2 separate regions of the Arachis hypogaea genome follow, and region 1 is linked to region 2. Evidence: chromatin contacts called from public Hi-C data. All regions are on one chromosome and are shown on one strand. Each heading gives the region's core, a stretch centred on a gene start, on an enhancer-like site or on the middle of the called end of the contact. The rest is flanking DNA. Distances are from core to core; before and after follow the strand shown.

The links. A called contact is a pair of places that touch in the nucleus more often than the background predicts.
Region 1: a contact with region 2 is called in a Hi-C map of an unstated tissue, with 2.9 times the contacts expected there. The contact joins two enhancer-like sites. A contact is called at or near these places in 2 of 8 Hi-C or Micro-C datasets (leaf and an unstated tissue).

What each region holds. Positions count from the first base shown.
Region 1 is chr16:111,778,389-111,782,253 of arahy.Tifrunner.gnm2.J5K5, reverse strand. No RefSeq gene overlaps it. Among protein-coding and RNA genes, the nearest start is that of LOC112757358, 10 kb to the left of the region's middle. Within about 2 kb of position 2,118, at least 3 of the 3 cell types and tissues checked have open chromatin away from gene starts, as enhancers often do.
Region 2 is chr16:111,690,513-111,694,334 of arahy.Tifrunner.gnm2.J5K5, reverse strand. It overlaps the pseudogene LOC112757356. Among protein-coding and RNA genes, the nearest start is that of LOC112760270, 23 kb to the left of the region's middle. Within about 2 kb of position 2,269, at least 3 of the 3 cell types and tissues checked have open chromatin away from gene starts, as enhancers often do.

The DNA of each region.
Region 1 (3,865 bases), core at 869-3,368, 88 kb before region 2:
CTCCTGGCCAATATCCTCCCAGCATCTTTTGATGAAGTTTAAATTGTAACCATCACTACCCGGGGCTTTAGAAGATTCACAGTTCCAAACTGCCTCCCGAATTTCCTCCACCGACGGCATCACCTCTAAAGCCACAGCCTCTGCTCCATCAATCTGTCTCACCAACCCTCTCGAAAGCCAATCCTTGGAACCAATTCCTGCCGATACAGGTCCTTATAAAACCCTCTAATTGCAACCTTTATTCTTGTTTGATTCCGCACTACCCGCCCATGAATCATGAGAGCATCAATCCTGTTATTCCGTCTTCTAGCCGAGGCAATGTTATGAAAAAATCTAGTATTTCTATCCATATACTTAGCATGCTTTGACCGCGACATCTGCTTCCAGTGTAACTCTTTCCTAACATACCACTTCTTGCAGAAACTCACCAACACCTTTCTTCTAGCCTCCGTTGTACCATCATAGACACCAGCACTAACCATATTATCCAGTTTCTTAATCTCCTCCTCAAGCGTCTGCAGTCTCTTCTCCATGTCTCTTCAACTTACTAGTGAACTGAATATCTCCCAAATTTCTCCATTCATTTTTAACCATTCGCAGAAAATCCTCATGAGTAAACCAGGAATCCAGAGTTCTGAAAGGTCGTCGGCCACCCCCAATTCTTTTATCCTCCACAATCAATGGGCAGTGGTCAGACAACCCTCTAGGCCCACCTTTTAGGCGAACATCAGGAAATTTCTCAACCCACTCTATATTAACCAGGACTCTATCAATCCGACTACAAGAACGACCCCTGAACCACGTAAACTTCCTATCATTCAGAGGCAAGTCCACCAACTGCATATCATGTACCCAATTCTTAAACTCTTCTGCTGACCTCGGTAAACTGCTTGCCCCTTTACGTTCTTCCACATGTAGAATCTCATTAAAATCTCCCAAAAAGCAAAAAGGCACCTGACACAGACCCGCGACATAACTCAACTCCTCCCAAACAACCCGCTTTTCCTCCCTCTCATGCGCCCCATACACCAGACACACAGCACAATTAAAATTATTTTCCATCATCACTCCTTCAACGCACAACCATCTCTCCCCTTTATAATAGTTATTGGCTTTAAACAAATCATCATCCCAAATTAACAACAGACCTCCAGAAGCCCCTATCGACTCTACAAACTCCCAACCTACAGTATTCCAACCCCAAATTCTTGCAACATCAAACTTCGTAAAATCCTGCCTCTTAGTTTCCACCAATCCTAACATGTTTAGCTTATAAAAATTCTTCAAAGATTTTATCATACTCAATTTTCCGTCCCCCCTCAACCCCTGAATATTCCAACAACCGAAAATCATTTAACAACATTTTTACTCACCTTATTGAGATTCTTCGGCCGACTTCTTCGTGCCTTTTCTTTTTGTTTTGCAATCTTTCTTTTCACTGCTAACTCTTTGTTCTGCTCTTGTAAAATTACCATAATATCCACTTCTTCATCCAATAGAACAGCACCTGACTCCACTGCCAAAGCCCAAGTTTCCGCATTCTCTTTCATCTGACCTTGAACAGTATTTCTGCCATTAACTTGCTCCTGCCGGCCCTCTTTTTCTGTCTCAGACCCCGCAGTAGCCACCACGTTTTCTCCTACGGTGCCTATCCCAGCAGCTGGTCCCGAAGCTCTTAGTCCCTCCTCCCCATGCGCCGGGTTTGTTGATCGGTTCCCAAAAGAGATAAATACATGTCCCTCTTCCTCCGATTCCGTCCGCTCCCTAATCCCCTCCAGCTGCCTCGTTCTCCCCTGCTCACCATCGCCGACCGCAGCCCTCTGGTGGTCGCCGCGGCCTGCCCTAGCCATGGAGCTATGTGCCTCAGCCGCCGCACGGTCCCGACTAATCGACGCAGCCCTCCCCGCGCCTACAACCTTCACTCCGCGTGCGTCTGGGCACTCCCGCACTCCTTGCATTCCCAGATCCTGTGGCTTCAGCGTTCTCTTCCCAACAGTCTTGTGGACCTGAGAACCTCCAACCCTACCCGGTTCAACACCCGACCCAGTCACACACCGCACCTGATTCTGGCCAGCCCCATTCTCATCAGCCCAATCCCCTTGTGACGTATACCCAAACCGCAGCCCACTTTCCTTTCCTTTGACAATTGGGCCCTTTAACCCCAAGCCCATACCACCCTCACCAGCATATCCTTCCTTAATCTATTCTAAATAATATAAGTCCAAATCATTCACCCCACATATCCTTGCATTCCCCTTAAGCACCTCCCCTTCACAAACGACAATATCCTGTGTAACTGTTCTCTCTGAATCCCCCTCCACATTCAATCCATAACCCTCAAGATCCTCCTGACCAGTACACTCAGTTGAGCTAACCGAATCACTCACCATAACTGCTTTATCCAAATTAGGAAATTTAAATTTTAAATCATTCAAAATCACATCATCATTGATCATTCTACCCTCCTCCCCGTCTATCACTTTATTATTGAACATCATGAGGTCTGCCGCCGGATCCTCCGGGACCACCTCCTCCGTCTGCCTTATTTAAATTATTTTTTTATTAGTTTAATGTTAATAATAATTAATTATAGTAAAAATATATAAAGAATATATAAGGTAATTATAATTTTCTTTTTATATATATATAATGTGGTAATCACTAATTAATTATTATAAAAGTGGTAGTGTGTGGAACTTTTTTTTTAATATTGACCCATTAGGTGAGTTTGATCCAAAAATGAGTCAATTGGCGTGTTTAACATCGTTGTGGGAGCGCCGCCGTTACCTGCAAAACATCGACCACGTTTTGATGAAAACGTCAGTGATGTTTTGTTCTCCATGTTTGACACCTGACTTACTTCTCTCTTATTCCCTGCATAACCCAGCAACAGAAATAATCTCATGTCTCCATCCTCATTTTTTTCTCTTTGGTTGCTTTCAATTCTTCAGGAACAACAAACCACTTCTAAAAATACTTGCTCCTTCCCTCACCAAATCACCATTGAAGAAAACGTCACCGCTGTTTTGACTAATTTTAAACTTTAAAATTTGTGTAGCACGCAAAACGGCAGTGAGTTTTTTAATTTCAAAAAATAAAAAAAAATTCTTTAACACAAAACAGCAAAGCCGTTTTCTTTTTAAAATATTAAAAAATTATTAACATGCACAAAACGGTGGTGACGTTTTGTGTGTATTCTGACAGTTAAAAATTTTTTCCATATGTTAAATTCAACCATACAAAAATAATTTTAAAAAATAATTTTTGTTTTAATTTGCAAATATACTTTTACATCATTTTTTATAGATTATTTTAAGGGTTAAGTGCATTTATCAAAACTCATAATGAAATAGTAAACCTGTTATATAAATCAATCAATGTGCATATAAAAAGGACAAAATCACAGTAAAACCTATCTTTGTTTTTGTCTGTTTATTCAGTTGCAAATTATAGAAGAAATCTATTGAATAAATAAAAAATGACAGTTACAACTTGTGTATTGTACCTATAGACTACTTTAATTATTTAAAACATAATATTTCACTATATAATTATTTCAAAAATTATTTTTTATATTGGATATTTTTCGAGGTGTTATATTGGTGAGTGAGTTAGGGAATTGGATGCAAGAGTAGTGACGCGTGCATCTTGCAGGTGGTGAGAAACTAACACTGTCATCTCGTAGATGGCGAGAGGATGTCATTGTCATCTCGCGAATGACGAGAAATCAGGGACGCGACACGCATGCATGGATGCTACAGGTTCTGTCAGCATGCAAGATTCTTTTTCCGCGACAAGCGAGAAAGGCAGAAAAAGACATGCGTTAAACATGCATGGAGGGTAACAGTCCCCCACTTCTTACGTT
Region 2 (3,822 bases), core at 1,020-3,519:
TAATCCCCTTCTAATGGATTATTATTTGCAGCAATTTATGTTTATTGATTTATATTTTATACTATTTTAATGGATGAATTATGTTATTTAGAGTTGTGATTTTTGAATGAAAATAATTGAATTAACTTAAACAAAATCATATTAGGGTAGTTTTTAAGTTTTGTATCTCCATTGATGATAAACGACTTAACAAAAATAAAAAATTAATTACAATTAACTCATTTAATATAAATTATCATTAACGTTCTTTATAATTATTATTAGCCTTTATTGTGTTTTTAAATATAAAAGTCAAATCATAAAAAAAATATTAAATATTGATTACAAGAATGTCTAACAGTATCATATTTAATGTCATTAATAAATGAAACTGATAAGAATATGATAAGTAAATTGATAGGAGAGTGAGATAAAAAATAAAATTGTTATTAAATTATATAAATAAAGTAAATTATAGAAAATTTTGATTAATTATAACTGTTACCAAACTTTTTTTATTGTTTAACAACCACACAAAGTTTATTGGCCAACTGTTTTTCCATAACTTATACTTCATTTTTTAAATAAATTTCTCACAAATTAAACTAAAAAAAAAAATAAAAAATAGCCCCTGACAATTACCTCAAAAGACAACGAGATGCTTGACAACGAGACCCAAAATAGCCTCTGATTTTTATATTTAAAAATACAATAAAGACTAATAATAATTATAAAGAATGGTAATGATAATTTATATTAAATGAGTTAATTGTAATTGATTTTTTTATTTTTGTTAAGTCATTTATCATCATTTAATGGAGATACAAAACTTAAAAATTACCCTAATATAATTTTGTTTCGGTTAATTCAATTATTTTCATTCAAAAATTGCAACTCTAAATAACATAATTCATCCATTAAAATAGTATAAAATATAAATCAATAAACATAAATTGCTACAAATAATAATCCATTAGAAGGGGATTAATTAAAAACTTAAAACTTCGTCAAAGCTCCACTGATATTTGTAAGACCCACACTTGGTTGCACTGCCATGAACAGCAACCCTTACTTTTTCACATTCGTTGAAATGGGATGGACACGTTATTTCAGCAGATGAGGAATATTTCTTCCTTCAGCATCATAGAATTGTCCTTATTTTTAATGTATTTATCTTATCATATATTTTTTAAACACATATTAACTATTTTTTTATTATAATGAATTATTTTTATCTGTCTTTTGTATATTTAGAGCAACTCCAATGCTAAGAAATAAAGTTCCTCTTCTAACATACGGGAACTCAATTACCATTGGAGTGAAAAATGAAGGAAGGCTCTTCATGTGTATCAAGGTTGAGAATCCCTCTGAATAAAAACTTGCAACAACCAATAAAATCATACAATGTGGTAAGTTAATAAAATAAAAATAAAAATATATTAAATACTTATATATCTATTTAATTAATTATTTATATTAATTATTTAATAATTAGTTATATTAAATTATAATTAATATAAATAATTATATTAAATTTATTTTACATAAAAAATAAATTTAATTTGTACGTATTATAAAATAATTTTTAGTTAAATTATTTTTTTTATTTATAAAATTTAAAATACTAATTAAATTTGAGTTATTTATTTTAATATTTTATAATATTGAATTATTTTAAATTTATAAATTTAAATAATATTATTATAAAAAATAATAATTATATTAATTTTAATTACTTTAATTAATTAATTAAGTGAGACCACAATAGAAATTAAAGTTAGTTTTTTCTAATGAAAAAGAGAGAGATTTTTTTGAGTTTCTATTTATTGTTTATGATGCAAAAGCTGATGTGGAGTTACTTTTTATGCTGGAGATGATCTTACTCTCTCTTTGATTGAAATTACATTTATATCATTTATCAACAATTATGAAGAAGGCATTAAATTCATCGTTCTTGTTGAAAGACAATGGGGGAGACAAATAGATCAAGGAAAGCATGGTTAGAGATATATGATATGCCTTTGCATGCATAAAATGAGGATAACTTCCTTAAAGTGGCGTCTGTGTGGGGGGAGCCATTGGTCGGGGTGAAAAAATCGGTTGTTTCAGGAGGAATTTAATATGGAAAAATTTATGGTGGTAATTAACAAACTGGATGACTAAAATCCATGCTATTGTGACTTCAGACGTTGACGGTGACAAGTTTGACATATGCGTGAACCAAATTCTCCGGTGTCGATGTATGATATGATGGTCTGAAGAAGAAGCTTGGAGGTAGCTTGACAATGGAGAATAAAGTTCCGGCGGGTAATGAAGAGGCGGTTAAATCCCAAGTGCAAAAGGATGGTGGGGGTGAAGAACATGACCACGTGGGAATCGTAAATGTGGGGCCTAGGAACAATAATGAGGGTGGGGGAGAACATTTTGATTTTTGACTATGGATTAATGACTTATCGGGAGTTGGATAGATATGACTTGGATATACAAATTACAAAATGTAGAAAGCACATTCCCATTACAAAATTGAAATTCCACAAATGTTTAGTCAATGATATGTATATTGAGGAGATTATTCGGGAAACTCGAATGGGCCTTCAAAATAGCCCAAAGAAGCATGATAGTCAATCGAATGAGAACGGATACAGAAGAGGGGCCGAACAAGTGGAAGACAATATAACCCTCATTGATCCATCAATTCCTCCAGGATTCGAAGAGCATATAACAAAAATAAAGACCCAGAGGGAAGTAAAAACTCTGGTAGCCAGGAAGACAGATCCCATGTCACTTGTTGCTCTGGTAAGTATACTTAAATTTGATATTGCCATTTGTTTTAACACTAAACTTAAGGTTCTATTTTCCCTTATCTGTATTGTAGCTTGAGTTGGAGGATCCAAAGGAAACACCAGAGAGGAGATGGCTACAAATTTTACATATGCCATGTATGATACCCCTCAAGAAGTACCTAAGTGTGCTAGGCACATGGTATGCATATTTGACCTTGCTCAGGTTTATCCTTAAAAGTGACCTTTGATTTTATTCTAATGGATATTTTGTTTCAGGCAGCCGTTGAGATAAGTTGTGAGCCTAGCATTGGGAAGCATGTTCGCACTCACTCTCTTGATCATGCGGCGGTGTCTACTGTCCTACTGCTGATGGAAATACAACAATAGATTCTTTCCATCAGTTTGCTGGTGTGAAGTGGTTGCGCGAGAAGCCATTGTCTAAGTTTGAGGATGCTCAATGGCTCCTTATACAGAAGGCAGAGGAGGAGAAACTTCTCCAAGTTACTATTAAGCTTCCTGAAGAGTATCTTAATAAGTTAATAGACCAATTTAATGAGTATTATATTAGTGATAGTGTTAGCAGATTTGCTCAGCTGTGGAACGAACAGAGGAAGCTGATATTGAATGATGCAATTTTTCGGTTTCTCTTACCATCTATGGAAAAGGAGGCAAGAGGTGTTTTGTCAAGCAAGGCAAAGAATTGGTTACTTATGGAGTATGGGGAGGCATTGTGGAATAAGGTTTCTGTGGGACCTTATCAGCAGAAGGAAAATGATCTTAGCTCTGATGAAGAGGCTGCTCCTAGGGTTATCGCATGTTGTTGGGGACCTGGCAAACCACAAACAACTTCTGTTATGTTGGATTCTTCAGGAGAAGTGCTAGATGTGCTTTACACTGAAGAATGACCAGGAACGTGTGCTTAAGTTTATGACAGATCACCAACCACATGTTGTTTTGGGAGCTGTAAATTTGTCTTGCACTCGTCTAAAGGAAGATATAAATGAGGTTGGCATCTTGGTTTTCTTGTTACGCAATAATTTTTACCTCTCCTTATATTATG